Linked DNA regions of Sus scrofa: region 1 is linked to region 2. A link is a contact called in public promoter capture Hi-C data. All regions are on one chromosome and are shown on one strand. Each heading gives the region's core, a stretch centred on a gene start, on an enhancer-like site or on the middle of the called end of the contact. The rest is flanking DNA. Distances are from core to core; before and after follow the strand shown.

Region 1 (3,885 bases), core at 1,272-3,771, 140 kb before region 2:
TTCCTGAAGAGAAAAATCAGACCTAATCTTAAAAGTATTTTTGTTGACTCTGGTATTGACTTAAGAAGAGATTTAAAAATTAAAAAGATGATACCAACTGTTCCAAATTTCATTACCATTCATTCAATTCTTATTTCCTACTAGAAAGATTCTGATGGAAAAAAGAAGGGATATGGTCGAATTTAATGATGTTGATATAAAGAAATTATTTTTAAAATATATATTCAATTATACTAATAAGGAGGTCAAAAACCACAGATTCCTGGAAACTCCCTCCTCCCAAAATGCCTATTTGCTCTGTTTAAAAACTATGCAGGAATTCCTGTCATGGCGCATCGGAACGAATCCGACTAGGAACCACGAGGTTGTGAGTTCGATCCCTGGCCTCGCTCAGTGGGTTAAGGATCCGGTGTTGCCATGACCTGTGGTATAGGTCATAGACATGGCTTGGATCTGGTGTGGCTGTGGCTCTGGCATGGGCCAAAAGTTACGGCTCTAATTAGACCCCTAGCCTGGGAACCTCCATATGCCGCAGGTGTGGCCCTCAAAAGACAAAAGACCAAAAAAAAAAAACCAAAAAACAAAAAACTATGGCACATTTTCTAAGTTTCTCCATGGATGCTTAATTGAACTGGAGCACAAACCAAGATACTGTAAAAATGTAGTGCCCTTAGTATAAGCACCAATGGGAAACCTACTTGAAGTTTAACATTTGCCATAAATAACCCAGTAAGTAGTGTGTGTGTATATATTGGGGCAGGGAGGGGGTAAGGTAGAGAGGGCAAAACTGAGGAGTAACTACAGTTACTCAATAAATACGCATTCAATAAATACGCTGAATAAATAAATGATGAAACTGAAGTTCAGAAAAGTTAAAGGATTTCCTCAAGGTCAAAGAGCAGGCAGCAAGCACAGCTTATACTGTAACCCCTTCTGCTTGCTCTTTCCACAACCACTTGCACTACACCAAAGCAGCCTGTTACAGCACATGATTCTATTTAACATGATTGTTTCTTCTTTCCTCTTAAGTGCCAAAGAAAATACATGGTACCAAAAAAAGTGACACAGTGGGTAGCACTTTAACTTCAAGTGTTTCACCAACCAAAACTATACTCAGATTTCACAAGCATACAGGATTAGCCAGAAAGACAGAAAGGCAGAGCCACTCGTAGTTCTTTAAATTCCTTGTGAAATTAGTGTATGCCTTGGAAGTTTTAAAAACAGCCACTGAAACCTACTTACCAGTTCAGAATGGCCTGCAAAGTATCAGCCTCACTTTCATTCTTCCAAGATCCCACAATAGCTCCTCCCTGGATATACTTTATCTTGTAGATTATGCAAGGAAATGTAACCAACTTTGAAGCTCCTTTTAGTTCCTTTTAAAGTACAAGTCAGTCTCACAAAACCCTGAACATAAAATTAACCCTTGGGAAGTTTTAGATTCTGAGAACAAGAAACCATCTCTGAACCATTATCTGACTGTGATTATCTATCTAGATTCTTCATTCAAAATCCACGAGTCTGAAATATCTAAAAGAAACGCGGGATGGGATGAGGAAGAAGTAAAAGAAGAAACATTTACATATATAAAAAGGGAGCAGATATTCCTAGTAACACTTTGACCCAACGGCAGCTTCTTGCCTTAAAGTCAAGGCCTCACGGATACAACTTCTGTTGTCTTCTCTGATCGCCTTCCTCACAGAGAGGCGCCAACTGTCAATACCTTTTCCAGGCATCTTCTCTAGACCTAGGAGGGCCACTCACTAGGATAGGGGATGATTTGCTCATCTCTCAAAACTACTGTCAGCCCAATTAGTAAACTGAAAGGGAAGACCTAAAATGTGGAATGGCGAGAGAGTTCAAACAAGCCTGAGAGTTAAGAGTGGGAAGGAGCAGACGAAAAGGTGCGGGGAGGGTAAACAACGCATGGGGGGGGGAGCTGGGAGTGGGAACCCGGGTCGAGGAAGTGGGGTCACCTAAAGGCAAAGGTGAAGGGAGGAAGGGGATGAGGTTCTGGGTGGGATGGGCTGGAGCAAAGGGGGAGGGGACGAGCGAGCGGAGCGGGGGAGGGGGAAGGGTCCGGGGCGGGGCGGAAGAGAGCGGAGAGGCGGGATGAAGACGGCCAGGCCGGGAGGGTCTTTACCTGCAGCTCCGCCCGCTCTACTTCCCACTGGGCTCTCTCCACTTCGAAGCGGGCCCACTCGTGCTGAAGGAAGTGCAGGATTCCCGGGAGGCTGTACTGGGCTCGCGCCGCCCCCGCCGCAGCCGCCCCGTCGCCGGCCGCGGCAGCCTCCGCCAGAGGCCCGAGACCCTTGGCACCGCTGGCGCCCGGGTGGTTGTTGCTGAAGAAGACGCCGGGACCCGCCTGCTCGTCCATGGCGGCCGCAGGAACCCGGGGAGCTGCCCAGGCGCCCAGCAGCTGAGGCAACGGCGGCGGCCAGCAGCGTCTCCTCCTCCCTCCGCCGCTCCCCGCCCACACCCCAGTCAGCAGGGAGCAGCCGCCTGGGCGCGGGGGCCGGCCGAGCTCGGGACGGGCCGGGAAATGGGTCAACTGCGGTGCGCGGGCGGCGCGGGGCTTGCTGGGAAATGTAGTCGCGGGGCGTGGTGCCGGCGAGCACCGCCCGGGCTGCCTGAGGGGTTGCGACCGGCTGCGGCTCCACCGCGGCCCCGCCCCCGGGCCCGCCCCAGCCCATGGCGGAGAAGGGGCGGCCCCCGGCGGGGAGCGCGGGTTTCCTCTTGGTTAAGCAGGGGCTGGCTGGCGGTCCTCCAGCCTCCCTAGCACGCGGAAGTTCTTGGGCGGCGCTCACTGTGGCGCGCATACACACACACACACAAGGCGCTCACTGTTGCAGACACACACACACACACACACACACACACGGAAGTTACCGCGCCGAAATGCCAGCCTAAGCTGCACATCTCCTACGGCTTCCTGGTAGTTCTGTTAAGAAACAAGCTCAAAGCAAGCTTCGCCGGTCCGACCCCATGGCCCGGGATTCTCTAGCCAGCACGCTCGGACCTCTCCCTTCTGCTCTGTCTAGAGTGATTCTCTGACCCAAGACACTCCACTTCTGTCCATCTCCTTATCGCGGTCGTTCCTGCCTTTTTTCTCGCTAGAGGTTCAGTCAAACCTGTTGCCTGATCACTTTTCATTTAGAAGGAACTAATCATCTCTCTGTCCTGAACGCAACACAGCAGCTTTCTGTTTCTTGCAATTTTTGGTTTGGTGACACCACATCTAAAACAGGGCTCTGCTTCACCTCCTTTATAGCTTGCAGTAAATCCTGTAAACGTTACAAATATCCAAGGCTCTTTTATTTCGAACTCATTTTTCCTTATCCCTGAGCAGTCGGTACACATTTCAACAAATATTTGACTGTAAGTTATCTCATTGGGGATATAAAGATAAATGACACAGTTCCTGTCTTCAAAGGCAGACTGGCAACTATACAATCAATTCTCGCAATGCCCTAAAGTTACACTATTTAAAAGAACAAAATCCCTTTCTACTCCCTAGAGCTATCTTAGGTATCCGGGCACCTCTCCTTTTTCACTTGTCCGGTTCCCAGTTTCTTCCACGTTTCACTTGCAATCTGGCAATAGTATTAATCTACCAAAGGCCCATCAAAGTCCTTTCAAGTGTTTCTCTCTAAATGTTATCCTTCTCCCAAGTTCTTGAAATTATGTCACTTATTAATTCACACTACAATGATAATGAAAGGAAGGGACCTGAAAAAATTTAACAAGTGAAAATGAAATTAAGCACTTATTTTGTCCCTACAAAAAGTTATTTGTAGTTCTTTTGTGGGATGGGCTTCTGGGATATCAAACCTAATGGCCATGGAAAAAAATATAAAAATATAGGCTAGTGAGTGACATGTCAGG
Region 2 (4,245 bases), core at 1,729-4,228:
CAAACAAGGCTCAGATCTAATGTGGCTGTGGCTGTGGTATAGGCCAGCAGCTGTAGCTCCAATTTGACACCTAACCTGGGAACCTCCATATGCCACGTGTGCGCCCCTAGAAAGGGGGGAGAAGCAAATTGCATCTTGGGAACCACGAAGAGGAAAAATTTCACATCAACAGTAATGATAATTTATTCTCTAATTTGGGGAAGAGTGTACACGTGTTCATGTTATTACGCTGCATTTTTAAAACTTTTATTGAAGTACAGTTGATTTACAATGTTGTGCTATGCTTCACAATTTGGATATACTTTTAATATACCTTCTATTTTTCAATTTCACAATGAAATAAAAAATATTTTAAGTGTTTCAAGTCAGAAGATAAGCTATGTTAAAAGCTGCTGACAAGTCAATTAAAACAGAAGACTGACCATTTGCTTGGGCAATACAAGATCTGTTTCAGTGGAATGGAGCAACAAATACCCCCACCTGGAGTGGGTTTAAGAGAAAATAGAAACTTCTAATTAAAGACTGTAAATGAATCCGCATTAATTCTGGCTCTCCAGAAACTAAAAAACCAACCCCCTCCCTCCACAAATATACAAGGTCAAAGAAAACAAAAAGAATTAACGCAAAATATAGAAGCCAGGTATCTGCAACACAGAAAGCTAAGAAGAGACACAACTTTAAACAGAACCCCGTAACAGCTCATGTTTGCTGCTGTTTTGAGGCCCTAAGTACTTATGGAGGGGTGAAGTTGTGAAAGGAATGGTTGAGAGCCTAAGTAAGAAGCTATAAGATTCCCATATTTCTCTCCTCCTCTGGACTTATCAAGATCAGGCACAGCTATGGGCCAGGAAAACTACACTGAAAATAGGGGAATTAAGTAAAAGTTTACACACTGAATGCTGAAGTCCCCAGCCTTCTCCCTTAAATTCTGGAACCTAGGCAGCTAGTCATACCCTAGACTTTTTACTAGAATAAAAAAGTCTCTTCTAGGAAATGACTAACCAAGAAAAACTTAAAGGGGTTCCTCAAAGAATTGGACTAGTCTATGGCAAAAACAGTTAACAAACTTCAGGAGTTTTCCATTGTTTCCCCTGCTCAGCAGTAACAAACCTGACTAGTATCCATGAGGATGCAGCTTTGATCCCTGGCCTTGCTGAGTGGGTTAAGGATCTGGTGTGCAGAGAGCTGTGGTATAGGCTGCAGATGTGTCTCCGATCTGCTGTGGTGCAGGCCAGCACCTACAGCTCCAATTCGACCCCTAGCCTGGGAACTTACATATGCTGCAGGTGTGGACATTAAAAAACAAATAAAAAAAGTCACTCTGCAGAGAAAACCTTTTACTACTCGCTCTTAAATTTGAGCAGACAGCCAAAAATCATCGGATGGTTAAGGAAAGCATCTAATTTTAAAGACCAAAAATAAAACACAAATAAAAGTAACCTGGGTGAAAAGATTATGAAGAAAGAAAGAAAATGAGGGGAGAAAACCTACTATTAACTCTTCAGAGAGATTAGTGAAGATAATGGAATTGCTACACAGCACTGATGGACCACTTGATGTTGGAGATAATGAATTTAAAGTGACAGCAATCACAAAATCATGTTTTTCCCCACTCACATTCAGATGTCCAGGTAGAAACAAAAAATCTCTATCCAGGGAATAAACTGAATTTAAATGAGGTTTGGGTTTTGCCACGGGATAGAAAAAGGACAGACAAAAAACTCTTAGTGCAATATTCTCAAGTTCCATAAGTGACCCACAACCTTTCCAAAATACACTGTGTTTTCTTACAAATTATGAACACAAAATACTCTTTGTAAAGTTAAGCCAACTAGAAAAAAAGCAATACCATACCTTGTTGGCAGCAACCAAAACTTTATCAAGAAACCTCAACCATTCAAAAATAAAAACTGGTCTCTTTGCTTCAGTGATTTGAGCCAAAGCTTCTTCATTCAGCAATAAACTGTGGGCTAACTCCATTACTGAAGCTTTAAATTCACACCTTAAATAAACAAATTTTGAAATACCAGTAAGGACCTGTTAATGTTAAATATCAAGCTTAATTAATGTAGTCACACAGAAATCTCATTTCATTTGGGGGAAATTTAACATCTCTGAGGTAAAACCTGAGACCCTGCATTTTAATTTTAAAGGACAAGGGTACAAACAAAAACAAATGAAAGACATGCCTGGTGAGGAAGAATGAATAATGGGGTCAAAAAAATTAAATACTGCAAATAAGACATTATTCTAGAAAAAAAAAATACCTAGCAACACGTCATTAATTCATTCCATAAATGGGAAAACTGAAGCACGAGATTAAACACCAGCTGGGCCTGATAACTCATCTTCCTTTTTCTCTTTCACCGCTGGGTGCACAGCACCCTTCCCCTTCCCCTGCTGCACCTGCCCCAGGAGGACATCAAAACGCCCCAGGAGAAAGATTCCGCACTGAAAGCCTCAGAGTCTTCCTACGAGGATGAGGGGGCGGCGGCTAGGTCCCTGCGGCAGCCGAAGCTTCAGCAACAACCCCTGGAGTGGGCGGTCCAAGAACGCAGCTGGCCGAGGCCGCGCAGCTGCAGGGCTGGGTTAACCTGGCTACTTGCAGGACTCTGGAGTGACTCCGGGCCTGTGGGAAATGCAAGAAGCCGCCGCAGGCCTCGGCCAGTTCACCGGGCTGTCAGCCCCAGGAGGCGGCGGCGGCTCGGAAACGAGCCCGCCGCCTGAAAAGGGAAAATGTTCACTACGAACTCGAATTCGGCCCCCAGCCCTCTGACAATGTAGTGGGGTCCTTTGGGAGGGGTGTGCATGTCAACGTGCACGCTTTAGCGGCGGAATGGGGAAACCTCACCTCCTAGTCTAGCAGGGGCAGGTCAGCTGAGGTCCAGAGCCAGAAGCCGCTTCCAAAGGACCCGGATGCCCCGCCTCCCGCTCCCAGACCAGCCGGAAGCGGGGAAAGAGCGCTTGCGCGGAAAGCTGATCCTGCGCAAGCGCACTTAACCACGTCCGCCTAGCCCCGCCCCGATTGCCGCAGCTTTCCAATTGATTCTGTCTGCTGAAACTCGGAGGCGAGCAGAGGCCCAGTGGTCTTGCGCGGATTGGTAAGCGTCTTCGCGGCTCGCGTTCTTGCCAGCTGACCTCAGGTGAGGAGCTGCCAGGTAAGGAAGCGAAGGAGTTATGGGAGCCTGATAGAATGGTGAAGGGCGGTGATCAGTGCACAGTCTATGACTATCCATCACGCCATCGCCAGTGTTACCACCCGTGAGTGGTCCCGTCTGTGGGACGCTTGCAGCTGGGAGGGGCGCGAGAGAGGGGGTGTCAGCGGTCCCTGAGGGGAGTGTTTGGGACTCAGGCGTTTCTTGTCACCTTTCTAGGGTTCATTCAACTACGTAGTCCATCTCTCCACTAGGATGTGTAATGGGATTCTCCCGCCCGCTCTATGCCAAAAGACAAAACAAAACACAAAACAAAACCTGACACTACAATCTAACTGCTCTCAAACACTCGTAACTCCATTCAGCCCAAAAGCCTTTTGGAGTAATTTTTGACGTCGATCTTTCACACGCCACCTCCAGTCCGCCAGCACATTGTTTTAGCTCTGTCTTCAGAATATAGCCAGAATCCGATCACTTCCCAACACTTCCACGGCCTCCACTGTGGTCCAAGCCACCATCATTCTGCCTGGATTATCGCCTTACGAAGTTTATGCTTGTGCTTGAAAGGAATAGATGATGCTAAAGTATACTGTACTCATAAGAATGAGGCTTTTAAAAGACCTGTAACCCCCAATCTGATCTGCCTAGCACTTTAGACCCAAATGGGTCCCTTAAAAATAATCGAATCCTATTTCCAGTAGAATGAGTTCTGAGATTTTTTTGTAGTATGAAGCAAGGCATTTAGCCATACTGAATCTTAATTTCTTCAACTAGAAAGTGGGACTCTCTATTCCTACCTTACAGAGTTGTTAATGATAATTTAATGGGATAAAAATGTGTGATATACTAGGTAGGTGCTAAACCATTATGTGTAAAAAAGCTACTATTGCCAATGAAACATCTGAGGTTTAGAGACACTGGGTGAATTACCACAATTGTTGTATATAATCTTACATACTTTTAACTTACTGTACTATAATAAAAAGAAAAATAAGCAAAACTAAACTATAATGTTTAAGGATGTGTGTGTGAATAATGAAAGCATAAAGAAAAGGAGGGAAGTGGCTGGAGGAGATAGGATAAGGTCAGA

The links. Promoter capture Hi-C pulls out the DNA fragments that hold promoters and counts their contacts.
Region 1: a promoter capture Hi-C map of liver shows a contact between it and region 2, with 3 times the contacts expected there. The contact joins the promoter of STRN here to the promoter of HEATR5B in region 2. A contact is called at or near these places in 1 of 5 promoter capture datasets (liver), 2 of 47 Hi-C or Micro-C datasets (heart right ventricle and liver) and 1 of 2 datasets of contacts at active chromatin or transcription factors (alveolar macrophages).

What each region holds. Positions count from the first base shown.
Region 1 is chr3:103,248,462-103,252,346 of Sscrofa11.1, reverse strand. STRN (striatin) reads right to left here and starts at 2,521. Exons shown (of 19, transcript XM_013996218.2): 1 at 2,144-2,521. The coding sequence starts at 2,377.
Region 2 is chr3:103,110,755-103,114,999 of Sscrofa11.1, reverse strand. It overlaps HEATR5B (HEAT repeat-containing protein 5B), which reads right to left and starts at 2,978. Exons shown (of 36, transcript XR_002342772.1): 1 at 2,852-2,978; 2 at 1,855-2,002. GPATCH11 (G patch domain-containing protein 11) reads left to right here and starts at 3,004. Exons shown (of 9, transcript XR_002342775.1): 1 at 3,004-3,158.